2 separate regions of the Anas platyrhynchos genome follow, and region 2 is linked to region 1. A link is a contact called in public Hi-C data. All regions are on one chromosome and are shown on one strand. The core of a region is the stretch at or near the end of the contact, and the rest is flanking DNA. Distances in the headings are between cores, read along the strand shown. Region 1 holds the start of LOC119714361 (a long non-coding RNA gene). Region 2 holds the start of LIPG (lipase G, endothelial type).

Evidence for each region. A called contact is a pair of places that touch in the nucleus more often than the background predicts.
Region 2: a Hi-C map of skeletal muscle shows a contact between it and region 1, with 2.3 times the contacts expected there. The contact joins the promoter of LIPG here to the enhancer-like site in region 1. A contact is called at or near these places in 2 of 8 Hi-C or Micro-C datasets (skeletal muscle and small yellow follicle).

The regions. Positions count from the first base shown.
Region 1 is chrZ:2,100,979-2,107,162 of IASCAAS_PekinDuck_T2T, reverse strand. It overlaps LOC101791467 (a long non-coding RNA gene), which reads right to left. Exons shown (of 21, transcript XR_011805963.1): 9 at 5,242-5,423. It overlaps LOC119714361 (a long non-coding RNA gene), which reads left to right and starts at 657. Exons shown (of 2, transcript XR_005261485.2): 1 at 657-2,656; 2 at 2,770-3,560. Within about 2 kb of position 3,257, at least 1 of the 8 cell types and tissues checked has an H3K27ac peak or open chromatin away from gene starts, as enhancers often do. A contact at or near this core is called in small yellow follicle, where this site is marked.
Region 2 is chrZ:2,138,898-2,145,081 of IASCAAS_PekinDuck_T2T, reverse strand. LIPG (lipase G, endothelial type) reads left to right here and starts at 3,292. Exons shown (of 9, transcript XM_027446284.3): 1 at 3,292-3,661; 2 at 4,304-4,483; 3 at 4,695-4,806; 4 at 5,878-6,102. The coding sequence starts at 3,347.

The DNA.
Region 1 (6,184 bases), core at 2,008-4,507:
ATAATTCACAGTAACTTGTTTCCTAAATGTTGTTCTTCCGAATTCCATCAGTGCTCCAACAGTTTCATTGAACGCCTTTAGACAGAAAACATTTCTCAAGCCAGTTTAGTAACTGCACAGAGTAATATCCCCAAAAAAGGAAAATCCCTTTGCTCATTTATGAGTATAACATTCTTCAGTCAGTCTCCAAAGAGGAAAAAAAATACAACGCCTCTATATTCCTCTTTTTATGGAAGAAACAGCAAAATCCCACCAGAACCAAATGAGCAGACACCCAAACAGCTTCTTCTCCTCTCTACATCTCCAACACCTACCTTATTTATTTTTTTTTCCTCCAAAATTAGATATTTCATCTAGAAGTAAAGGCAAAAGACCAACTTCTAAGCAATTACACGGCTTGAAGATCCTGCTTCTCCATCACCCAGCCTCCTGCTGCTCCCCTACTACTCTAACCCCATTATCCAACCCATCACAACATTGAAGGGGGACAACCTCACTCATTAACCCTCCCAGCTGATGGGTTAATTAGCATCAGGTGTGATTGCACTCTCTGTTAGCACTAAGAGCACTTGTCCTTGTGGCCAGGGCCACCACCCATGCAGGAATCAATGTGAAATTGTTGAACTTGGGTGGTGGTTTTACTACGGGGTTATCTTTACTTCCCATTTTCCACCTCGATACCTGAGCTGAAACGACAGCCGAACACATTGCGCTGAGCTTGGTGAGCCCAGTGGTGTTCCTACATCCAGAGATGTGTGATGAGCTTCACTTGTCATGTCACATCTTCAGTGGTTTTTTTATTTTTTTCAGAGTTTTTTGGTTGCTTTCGGATTTCTGAAACAAAGGAGCATTTTCCCTCCTGAGAAACTCTTCTCACTTGGAACAATTTAGTAATTAATCACAGATCTGCTCAGAAACAACCTACCAGCACTCCCCCTTGCAGGTGAGCTGCATCTTTTGGTGCTAATTCCGAAGATGTTCTCAGAGACAAAGGAAACCTGCAGACAAACTACACTAGGGAGTGGAAAGCTGCTTTACGCTGAGATAAGACACTGGATGTGGGAAGCAGCGATGATTTATGGGCTGCTGAGAATGTCCTGGTTTGTATTAGTTACGAGAGTTTCAGCAGTTGGTGATGGAGCAATTAATTGTCTGTGCGTTTCCTCCTCTGGCCAAGTTCTCGCAGGTACCCACGGCAGCTGCACCGTTGCATAAATTGGGTGATGAGGAAACGGAGCTTCTAGATGAAAGTGAAAGCTCTGACTCACCCCTTAGGGTTAATTGATAACTGAGGTAATCCACCTGGAGCCAACTGTTAGCTGGCTTCCTGGCATTATTAAGCAATTTTCACTAATAAAAAAAAAAATAAAATAGAGATATGGCCACTGAAAAATTGAAAATAGGGTAGGATGGAGTCCATCCATCTGGCCAAAGACACAACAAGACCTAAAGTCACCTTCAGCTCCATCTATACGATGTCTCGTGATGACAGCAGTCACTGAAAAGGTTCCCTCGTGTCCTACAATGTTTTCCACGACGTAACGTGGTGCGATGCTGGCTGCTTTCACAACAGAAAGTCTAAAAGGGGTTTTGATCTCCAACCTGCCTTTGAAGAGCCATCTTGGGTCTTCTTTGAAGACCCATCTTGGCAGTTCAGAACATTTCCTAATATCAAAGCATGCAAATCAGGCCACTCTTACCGTGGTTTTAGCTATAAAGACAACACAAAGAGCACAGGAATTAGGTTAAGTTACACTGCAAACAATAAACTTAAGCACATTGTTGAAACGTATCCAGTAGAGGTAGGATATGAATGATTTTCCTGGCACGTGTAAAATACCAACTTCCCAAAAATACATGGGATGAGAGTGACATCAGTGTTTCCAGTTTGGGAAATGCAGTTATGCCACAGTTGCATTTATTTTTTCCATCCTACATCTATCATCCCTTCTAATTCTCCTATCGGCAAGGTAAAGATGACACAGATGGCAATACGTACGTGCTGACCTCACTTTGAATTCATTCAAATATGACTGGTTTCCGTTCTGGAGAAGCACAGATGTTTGATCTCTTTCCTTGCACGGATTGACCAGGAAGATGATAAAGCAGAAAACCACCAAATTTTACAAGGATGTTACATTTTTGCAAGGGCAGAGCATCACTCACGCTAGACAGCAATGAACTAAAACCATCTTTGTTTCAGACTTCAAATGAAAACGTGAAGTTGAGTCAACGGCAATCCCGTGGAAACAAAATGCACCTCTCATCCCTGATCCTTTAGGTTTAGAGATATAAATCCCAGCACAGGACTGCGAGGGGTGAGCCAACACACAGCTCCGAATCCGACAGCAGACTTCCTCTGTTCTTATTTATTAAAGTCAGGTGAATCTGTCGGGATGAGCATGGCTTTTTCCGAGGTACCTTTCATACTTTCCCTTCGCTGGAAGGAGCCCAGAACCACGCAGCGCATACCAGGTCTTGCCCATTCCGAGGATATTTCGCCGTGCTGCAGAGAAACGTACTCAGGCTTCATCCTCCACTTCAAGCACGTCCAGGATCACGCTACAAAGCATGTGGTCAACTCCTTGCCCAGGCTGTATTTCCCCGCGGGACGGCTCAGGTTCATCTCTTCTCTCTCCTACTGACAAGAACGGAGGTGAGACGTCGTAGATGCAATATCACGCACATTTGGGGCACATTAGCTGGGGTCACCCAAGATGCACGGGGCAATTTGAGGTCAGTTTTCCTCTCCTGTCTGCACAAATCCAGGTTAATCCTTGGGTGGATTACGCTCCGTAACTCTAAGGACCGAATTTCAAGCCATGATGACAAGAGGTGTGTCCACACCACACAACTCTCCTCTCCCAGACTGAAAGTTTGCAATTAAATAAGGAAATAAACCAGCACAATGCGTGTTTTGAAGCTCCGTGGTTTGCTCTGTAGCTTTTCCTTGTACAGGATTTGCCTTCAGCCAGGAGGCAGAGAGGGTCACCATGTCCCAGCACTGCCTGTGACACAAAGCCCTGCCTGCCCTCCAACCCACAAAGATTTATGAGCCCTTCCTTCAATCTCACAAGCCTCAATTTCACCCCGTAACCTCTCCCGAACCCGCAGTGAGTCAGCACAACTTGTCTGCGGAGGCAAGATCGATGCACAGTTCTGGAGCAGATAAAGCCTACCCCTGGGTCAGCCAGGAGGCGTTTTGGCCATATTATTGCTGTCCCTTCTCCCATCCCATGCCCCCGGAGATGCTCCGGCTGACGTTGCCTCGCTCACCCTCCCAAGACAAGCCAAGGTCATGGCACAAATCTGCTCAGAACCAAGTTAGCTTCCAGCGTCTATACACAAATCTTGTCCCACAAGTGTTTTTGGGGCCGCCGGAGAAGTTTTCTTCCAACTGTGAGGAAAACACGAGCGCTGTCAATTGGCACGTACGAGTGAGAACGTGGCTGGCAAAACTATTTTCCCTGGGGTCTTGGCCAAACCCTTCCCACGTTGTCACGTCCCGACTCCCCAAAGTCTCCCAGAAAAGATAAATAAAAATAAAAACCTAAATTTGATGCCGTATTGTGCTTTTTTTTTCTAGGGTATGGGTCAACAGTGAGAGCGAGCCCTCCCCTGTGCCGATACAGCCACGGCCCTTGATCTGGGAAGTCAAACCGACCATCCTAAACCACTTTCTGTCTTAAAAGTTGCTCTGCAAATGCATCACGGTCCTTGTCCTGAAGCAGCACTGCCTGCAAATGGCATGGCATGAGATGCGGCTTCTTTTATCCCCAGCAGAGGAGGGCTGGGGGCTGACGCCTGAAAGGATGCTTTTCTTTGGCGACGCCAACAGTGTCCTCAGTAGATTTCTCCCCCCCACCTCCCCCTCCCACCCCAACCCACTTTCACAAAGGCAAAAAAAAAACAAAAAACACAACCATAAATGGCTCCTGTAGTGTCTGCAATGTAAAGAATTAGCTGAATGGGAAGAAATGAAGCATGGTCTTTATGTCCTAGTTACAGTCAGTGCAAACATCGCCGCTAATCCCTGTCGTTGGAGGGGACTGGGGAAGAGGCACAGATAGATCCCACTGGGAGCATTTTGTCCGTCTCAATCTGCACTCCAGATCACTTTTTTTTTTGTGTGTGTGTAATAAGATTGAGTTGTATTAAGAGGCCTGTGTAAAACGTAAAGCTGGAGGGGGTGGGGGGGAGGATATTGTGCGCGGTTTCTGCCACCAAACCTAGCACCTACAAGTCCTCATGTGCGGGGAGGTCTTAGCAACCCATTCATTTCGGGGGAGAAAAAGCAAGCTATTCATTCCCTGCAAATCCCCTTTTGCCATGGCAACCCCCCCCTCCTTTGCCACCCCCTCGCACACACCAGTTGCTCGCAGGGGCTGCTTGAAACAAGACAACAAAAAAATAAACCTTCGCCCGGCCCGCGCTGACGGGTCCTGCTTTGCATTTTCTGGACTCCAGCCCCTGCTCCAGAGTGGGACCAACCCAGTAACAGGGACAAAAGTGATGCTGTCACCTTGCCTCGTCCCCTTTTACCCCTGGTGGCATCACAGCCGTGTCCCCAAACGGGACCATCCAGGAGATGGTGTGTCCTGTCCCCCCGGTGAGGGTGGTCGTGCCACGGGGACAACATGGGGCATTTTTATTTCTATTCTTTGTGCCAAGGAGAGGGTTTGGGGGTGCCAAATCCCCTATAGCCAAGCAGGATCAGCCCTGTTTGCTGCTGGGCCTTCCACAGAAGCACACCAACAGCCTCATCCCAAGAGTTTCTGGGGGCCAGCCCAGCTCCCACCGGTCTGGGTACCTCCAGCCATCCTCAAACACAAGTCCCACATCCCACAGCTCATGGATGCAAAGAGCAATCCCAGTTGGTGTTGTTTGTGGAGCTTTTAGAGGGTTACCAACGCTGTGTTCAGGCTGCTGGGGAAGCCACAAAGGTTATGGGGGCCTTCCTAGCATGACAGCTTCAGCTCAAGGTCTTCCTTCTACCTCTCTGCCTCTCCCCTTTCCTCATATCCCACCTCTTCGGAGCCATTAGACCTGCAGGAAGGGCTGGGATAAAGGAACAAGATTCCACGTGGCCAAGGATTTTTGGGACTCATGCATTTTGATCTTGTTTAAACCACATCTTGAGTTACAATTTCAATCAGAGCAACCGAAAGAAAGAGATAAATGACCTGCCACTGTCTCACTGGAGGGCAAATTCTTCCCAGAAGGTGTGATTCCTCTTGTTACCTGAACAGAGACCGATGATCTGCTACAGGAGGCTCATTTAGCAAGAAATGAAGCAGGGAAATGCCAATCAAAACCCAGTGCCAAGACGACAAGACCTCAGCGCGTGTCTTCAATTTTGCAGCATCACCACATCCAGCACCTCTGCTTCCCACAGCTGAAAAACGCCTCGTTTCCTGGTTAACCTGAAATAACATTTGAGAACAAAGAAGGGATTCGTAGCAGAAACACAATTTCATTAAAAAGGAGAATTAAGAACTGGTTTTGATTAAGGATTAATGACTCGTTTTATTTTTCTAAATGCAGAGAGAATGCAAAACGCCAGGAAATAAAAGTAAGTCTTTGCACAAGGCATTTTTAGGTGAAATCCCAGCAATACCACAGATTTTATCCTCCACTTCATTATTGACTGAGGTAAACGAAACCCTGCCGGTGACCCAGACTTTTCCCCGCTACGTCCTGGGCATAAAACCTTTCCTCTCCCCAGGCAAACACGGCTGGCCAGTCGGTCACACCACAGCCTGTTAATGTGGGGATATTTTAAACACCCTCCAGAACCTCTGGCAAATGGCTCCGCGTGGGTTTTTCAAAGTATACAACCAATTTCCTGATTTTTAGTGGCTCTCCTCCCTCAAGAGTTTCTCGTCTCTGCAGGACACCTCGGCCTTCCCAGAAGATCCAGCACATCCCGGGGTCTGTCCCAGCTGCAGCCGAAATTAAAAAAAAAAAAAAGGAATTTGAGAGTCTTCAGAAAACAAATTGTCTGCTCCTAAAATTGCCACCCCATTCAGCTGAATGGCACTTTTGCTGGACCGTGCTCCTCTGCATTCCCAATAACGAGCTTTTGAGATGCTTGGATGTCTAGAAGTTAGTCGAGATGAAACCCACCGACAAGCCTCCCCCGAAATAAATCCTTTGGTGACAGGCTTTGGCTCCCACGACGCAC
Region 2 (6,184 bases), core at 2,043-4,542, 38 kb before region 1:
TTTTTTTAATAAAACAAAGTGGGGACCTGCCAGGAGCACGGGCAAAAGGGCACATCAATAGGTGAGGCTGTAAGACTCGATGATTGCTGGCGGATCAGCCAAGAGTGACGGGTTCATCCACCCCCTGCGCGCCCAGATAGGGGGAAATCAGCGGTAAAACAAACCTCCTGTGCGACTGAATAACCTTGTAGCCAAAGTCGGTGTTTATTCGACGCGTTCCCTGCCAGCGAAGCATTTACGCAGGTTGTGCAGGGCTGTGACTGCTTGTTCCTGGCTTTCAGGAACGCCACCAAGCCCTCCACTAAACCGTATCGCTCAGCTCTACATCTAAGCGATGGATTTGGGAGTGCTCAAAACCAAGCTCTGGATGGCTGGTGGGGGATATAGGCTGGGAAGTTTTCCCATTATTCTGCTTTGGGGTCTTTTAGAGGGCGATCACCGCGTGGTGGTCCCGAAGAGCCCTCCAGGCTGCTGCTGCTGCCCGCAGGCTGGGGGCAAGGCAGGTGTTTTGGGGGCTAGGAAGGCATTTGGGGGCTGGGCAACCACGTCCCCTTTCAATCTGAGCTCTGAGGACATTTACTGACCACGCTTCCCCTCCAGATTTGGCCACGTTCATGCAAAATCTGCAAATTTAAGGGAATAAGCGTGTGGATGAGGATACCCTCTCCGCACATCAACCCCAAATTCCTCCTCTCCGGACTCTGCAGCAGCTCTAGCCTGGCTGTAACAGGGAGGGAACGCATGGATGGTAAAAAGGTACAATTACAAAAAAAAAAAAAAAGGTGTTTTTATTTATTTATTTTTCGTTTTGCGGGTTGCAGAGGTGTCAATGCAGGCACCGGCTTCCAACCCGTGCTCGTGCTGTGGCTGGAGGTGCTGTAACGTCCCGCGTATGATCAGGATGAGATTGATACATGGAGAAGACAGAAAAAGAGAGAAAAAGAGAAAAAAAGAGAGAAGAAGAGAGAAAAGTCATCAAAGAAGCCACATCACGTTGCTCAAGCACATCTGGGAGAACAAAAAGGGAGCGAGAAGAGTTTGCCCTTGATGGTGGGGACCTGCCGGGGAGGGAGAGGGCGGCCAATTTGGGATCAAAGCCTTCTGGCAACCTCCCCCCGTTGGAGATGGTCGGAGGCAGGTACGAACCATCCCGTTCCCAACGCCGAGAGGAATTAGGGTTCGGCAGGAATGCGGGGATTTACCCCTCCAGGCCCACCGGGGCCGCCCAAACAGCTCGGCCACGAGAGCACGTGCTCGCTAAGACCCCCCAGGCCCAGATGCCAGGGGATTTAATGTGGGACAGGAGGCCCGGGGCGGCTTTGTAGGGCCGCTGGCAGGCTGAGCTGTAAATATTCCCTCACAATCAAAGGCATTCAGCTCGGGATTACGCGCCGGGGGCTCGGTGGTCGAGTAAAACTACAACCAACGGGACCGTTTGGAGTCAAGACGGTGATGGGAGAGGCAGCCGAAGCGTTTTTATTTTCCCTTCAGTCCTTTTTTACTAGGTCGAAACACCACAGGGATGGGGATCCGGAGGCTGTGGTGTAAGAAATGGGTTCGGAAGGATGCGAGGGGACAAAGAGAGGTCCCTGGGAATATGGGTGACGCCGTGGAAGCATGTGAGGTGGTTTCATAACCTGGCGGAGATTAGCTGGGAGCAAGCAGAGCCAGAAAGGGCTACGGGGCCTCGCTCCGCTTCGAGGGCGCTCGTCGAGGGGTTGTGCTTCAAAACCTGTAGGGTCGGAGCTGTAGGGTCAGAGCTTTTGGTCCACAGGGTGAGGAATGGGTGTAAAATGAAGATATGAGACCTGCTCTCCCCCGTTTTCATGCCCGCAGAATAAAGGTGTCCAGGGTGGGATAAATAATGTAAATAAATGGACTAAAATGGCCGGCTCGAGCTTTGGGTTGAGCATCTTTTTGGGGGGGAAGGAGGGGAAAAAGGGGGAAAGGAGGGGGAAAAGGGGGGAAAGGAGGGGGAAAAGGAGGGGAAAGGTGGGGAAAAGGGGGGAATAAAGGGGGAAGAGGGGGGAAAGGGGGAGGAAAAAGAGGGGAAAGGAGGGGAAAAAAGGGGGAAAGGAGGGGGAAAAGGAGGGAAAAGGAGGGAAAAAAAGGGGGAAAAAAGGGCAAATAAGGGGATAAGGGAGGAAAGGGAGGGAAAAAGAGGGGAAAGGAGGGAAAAAAGGGGGAATAAAGGGGAAAAAGGGGGGAATAAAGGGGGAAAAGGGGGGAAAAGGAGGGAAAAAGGGAGGAAAGGAGGGGAAAAAGGGGGGAAAGTAGGGGAAAAAGGGGCAAAGGAGGGGAAAAAGGGGGGAATAAAGGGGGAAAAAGGGGGGAATAAAGGAGAAAGGGGGGGAAAGGGGGAAAGGAGAGGGAGAAGGGGGGAAACGGGGGGAAAGGAGGGGAAAAAGGGGGGAAAAGGGAGGGAAGAAGGGGGAAAAGGGGGGGGGAAAAGGGGGAAAAGGGGGGAATAAAGGGGGAAAAGGGGGGAATAAAGGGGGAAAAGGGGGGAATAAAGGGGGGAAAGGGGGGAATAAAGGGGGGGAAAAGGAGGTAAGGGAGGGGAAAAAGGGGGAAAGGAGGGGAAAAAGGGGGGAATAAAGGGGGAAAAAAGGAGAAAGGGGGGAAAGGGGGAAAGGAGAGGGAGAAGGGGGGAAACGGGGGGAAAGGAGGGGAAAAAGGGGGGAAAAGGGAGGGAAGAAGGGGGGAAAGAGGGGGAAAAGGAGGGAAAAAAGGGGGAAAAGAAGGGAAAAAAGGGGGGAAGGAGGAAAAAAGGGGGGAAAAGGGAGGGAAGAAGGGGGGAAAGAGGGGGAAAAGGAGGGAAAAAAAGGGAAAAAGGAGAGAAAAAAGGGGGAAAAGGAGGGAAAAAAGAGGGGAAAGGAGGGGAAAAAGGGGGGAAGAAGGGGGAAACGGGAAAAAGGGGGAAAAAAAGAGGAAAAGGGAGAGAAGAAGGGGGGAAATAGGGGGAAAAGGAGGAAAAAAGAAGGGGAAAAAAAGAGGTGTGTGGCTCTTATCCCAAAGCAGGTCCCCGGTCTCCCCCCAGCCCACCCCACGCGTGTCCCATGGGCGCCCCCCCCACCCCCTCTCCACCTCCGCGGCCCTATAAGCGCCACCCCCCTATAGGCATCACCCCCCTATAGGTGTCCCTGTCCCTATAGGTGTCCCCATAGGTATCCCCGAGCCGTCCCCACCCCATAAACGTCACTGGGAAGGGAGGGGGGGGGGTGCCCTATGGGACCGGCCCCTTGAAGGGCGGCCCCCAGCGCCGCCCCACAGGCGGCCCCTTATAAGAGCGGCTCCCGGCCGGCCCCAGCCTCAACCCCACAGCCTCGAACCCCCCTCCTCGGCCATGAGCAGCCTCCTCCTCCTCTTCCTCACCTTCCTCCTCCTCAGCACCGGCCTCACTGCTGAGGGGGGACCCCACAGGGACCGAGGCGGGGACGGGGGAGGACTAGGAGGGAGGGGGTCGCCCCTATCGCCGCCTCTATCGCCACCCATGTCGCCGACAGTATCGCCGACCCCTGTGTCGCCACGGGTGAGGTTCAGCCTCCACTCGGCCTCCGAGGCCGAAGGCTGCCCGCTGGCCCTGGGGCAGGAGGGGAGCCTGAAGGAGTGCGGCTTCAACGCCACCGCCAAGAGCTTCTTCATCATCCACGGCTGGACGGTGAGCCCTAAAGGGACCCTATATAGGGCCAGGGGGTGAGGGGGGACAAGGGGATGCGACCCTATGGACAGCTGCCACCCTACTGGGTGCTGCCACCCCTCACGAGTCCCGTACCGTGTGGTAGGGGTTGCTTGAGGAGTCCCAAATCTCCAAATGCACCTGTGCCATATGGCTCCGTGCCTCATGGGGTGAGCACAACTCAGTCCTTTTTCTGCTTTGATCCTCTTAAAATGGGGCTAACCCCATAAAAGTGGTAGTTGGGACACGTGTAGCTCCGTGTCCCTTATTCGCTCTCCTCAATGAAGCAGCAGAGGGCAGATGAAGCCTGCCAAGCTTTCCCCTCCTGCCTTTTCTGGGCTGCTTGGGGACTCTTCAGTTCCAGGACTGAAAAATCGTGTTGCAATCCATCAGATTTCCTCAAATCATTGAGGAACGAGCGATAAGGTGGCCACCCTAAGAGGCAGGGTGGCTAATTACAGCCAGGGTCTGTCAAAACCTGGCTGTCCTACCCCATAAGCACACTGTAATGGGGTTTGCAGAGAAGCCCATATATGAGGCAGGACACACATCCTAGATGAAAACTTCCTAGAATGCATAACGGGGGCCCTAAAATCCAGCTTCTGACCCCGCTCTCTCCCCCAGATGAGCGGCATGTTCGAGACGTGGCTGGGCAGCCTGGTGGCCGCCCTGCAGGAGCGGGAGAAGGAGGCCAACGTGGTGGTGGTGGACTGGCTCTCGCTGGCCCACCAGCTCTACACGGACGCGGTGAACAACACGCAGGTGGTGGGGAGAAGCATAGCCCGGCTGCTCGACTGGTTACAGGTAGGGGGAGAGGGAACGGGGGCTGTGGCAACCTTCCACGAGCCATTCTTGCACAAGGGAGCCGAGTTTACGCCAGCCCCGCTGCTCACGAGCAAGGGAAAGGAGCTGGTGTAATCCCGACCCCGAGGCGGAGTGGAGCAACGCCTCGCTGCGGTGCTTACCTGGGAGATGCTGCTTGGATCAGCTCGGATTATTTCTCTTTCCTTCGCAGGAAAATCCTCTTTTTAAGCTTGAGAACGTCCACCTGATCGGGTACAGCCTGGGCGCACACGTCGCTGGCTTCGCTGGCAACCACGTCCACGGGACGATTGGCAGAATTACAGGCAAGTGGCTCTGTACGCAGCCTCTCACCTCTAACAGGGGCAGCAAGCTTCCCCAAAAAGCCTCGTCTCGTTTTGCTGTGATGTTTTGGGCTGGTGTCGTCAGAAATGACAAGCTTCCTACCTGTGGCTGCGGTGTGGGGCACGGCTCTCTTTCCACGTGAAACCATTTTAATTTTGAACTGCAAATATCGAAGTGTGGGGGGTGTCAGTGAAAAAATCTGAGGACCCATTGATCTCAAACGCTTCTGAACTCAAATGTGGGCTCAAAATCCGAAGCCTGTGAGTGTTACTGATTCTGTAATCATAGCTCAAACTAATGAGGGTGAGCTCCCCTGGGTCCAGTTTGTCCCATGGGATGCTTGGTTAAAAAGAAATCAACTCCACATTCTGGCAGCATCTTGGATGGGATGCTTTGTACTTTAGAGAAACCAATTTCAGTGTGTAATAACTTAGGATGTGATAGAAGAGAGCTTTAAGTGTTTAAATCCGACATTGGCAGTGAGTTCCTCAGCCTAATAAAAAAAAAATCTATGGGTAAAGCAGGAAAAGCACCAAACAAGTTAAGCACCTGAGCTGTTCCCCAATTTAAGGCTGTGAGCGAGGCTCAGAGGTAACAGACTCAAAGCCCTGATGGGATCTCAGGTGTAAAAATTACCTGGCTGCTGCTTAAACCCCTATTAGTCCCTCCATATGGCCAGGCTGAAAATAAGCTAAATGTAAGCCAAGGCAGCTTTGGCTGCCAGCAGTCCCTGTGGGGTGCTAGACCTCTTCTGGTCTGCAGTCTTCTGCCACCTCTGAAGCGTTTTGTCACTGACCTGGCATGGATTGATGGCTCCAGGTTGCCTGTTGGATGTAATTTCTGGAAATGGAGCAGCCTAGATGGTGTCACCCCAAGACTTTTATGGGATATCTTCATCTGTTTCTTTGTGAGCCCATGGTGAAGGGCTCTTGGGGAGCAGTATCTGCAACGGGGCAGGGTCTGGCTGTGTAGCACCTGCCCGGGAGGGCTCCCAGCATCAAATTCTTACTGATTCCGTGTGAAATAACCCAATTTCTTACCTGGTACGCCAGGCTTGGATCCAGCCGGCCCCATGTTCGAAGGAGTGGACCCCAGCAAGCGCCTCTCCCCTGACGATGCCAGCTTCGTGGACGTCCTGCACACCTACACGAGGGAGACGCTGGGGGTGAGCATTGGGATCCAGATGCCTGTGGGCCACGTTGACATCTACCCCAACGGGGGAGACTTCCAGCCCGGCTGCGGATTAAGCGATGTCTTAGGAGCGATTGCCTACGGGAGTAAGTTCCTCATCACTTCTTTAACCTCTAGGCTGCTCACAAATAGACTTGGGCTGATGCTGGGGGATGAGTTGATTTCACA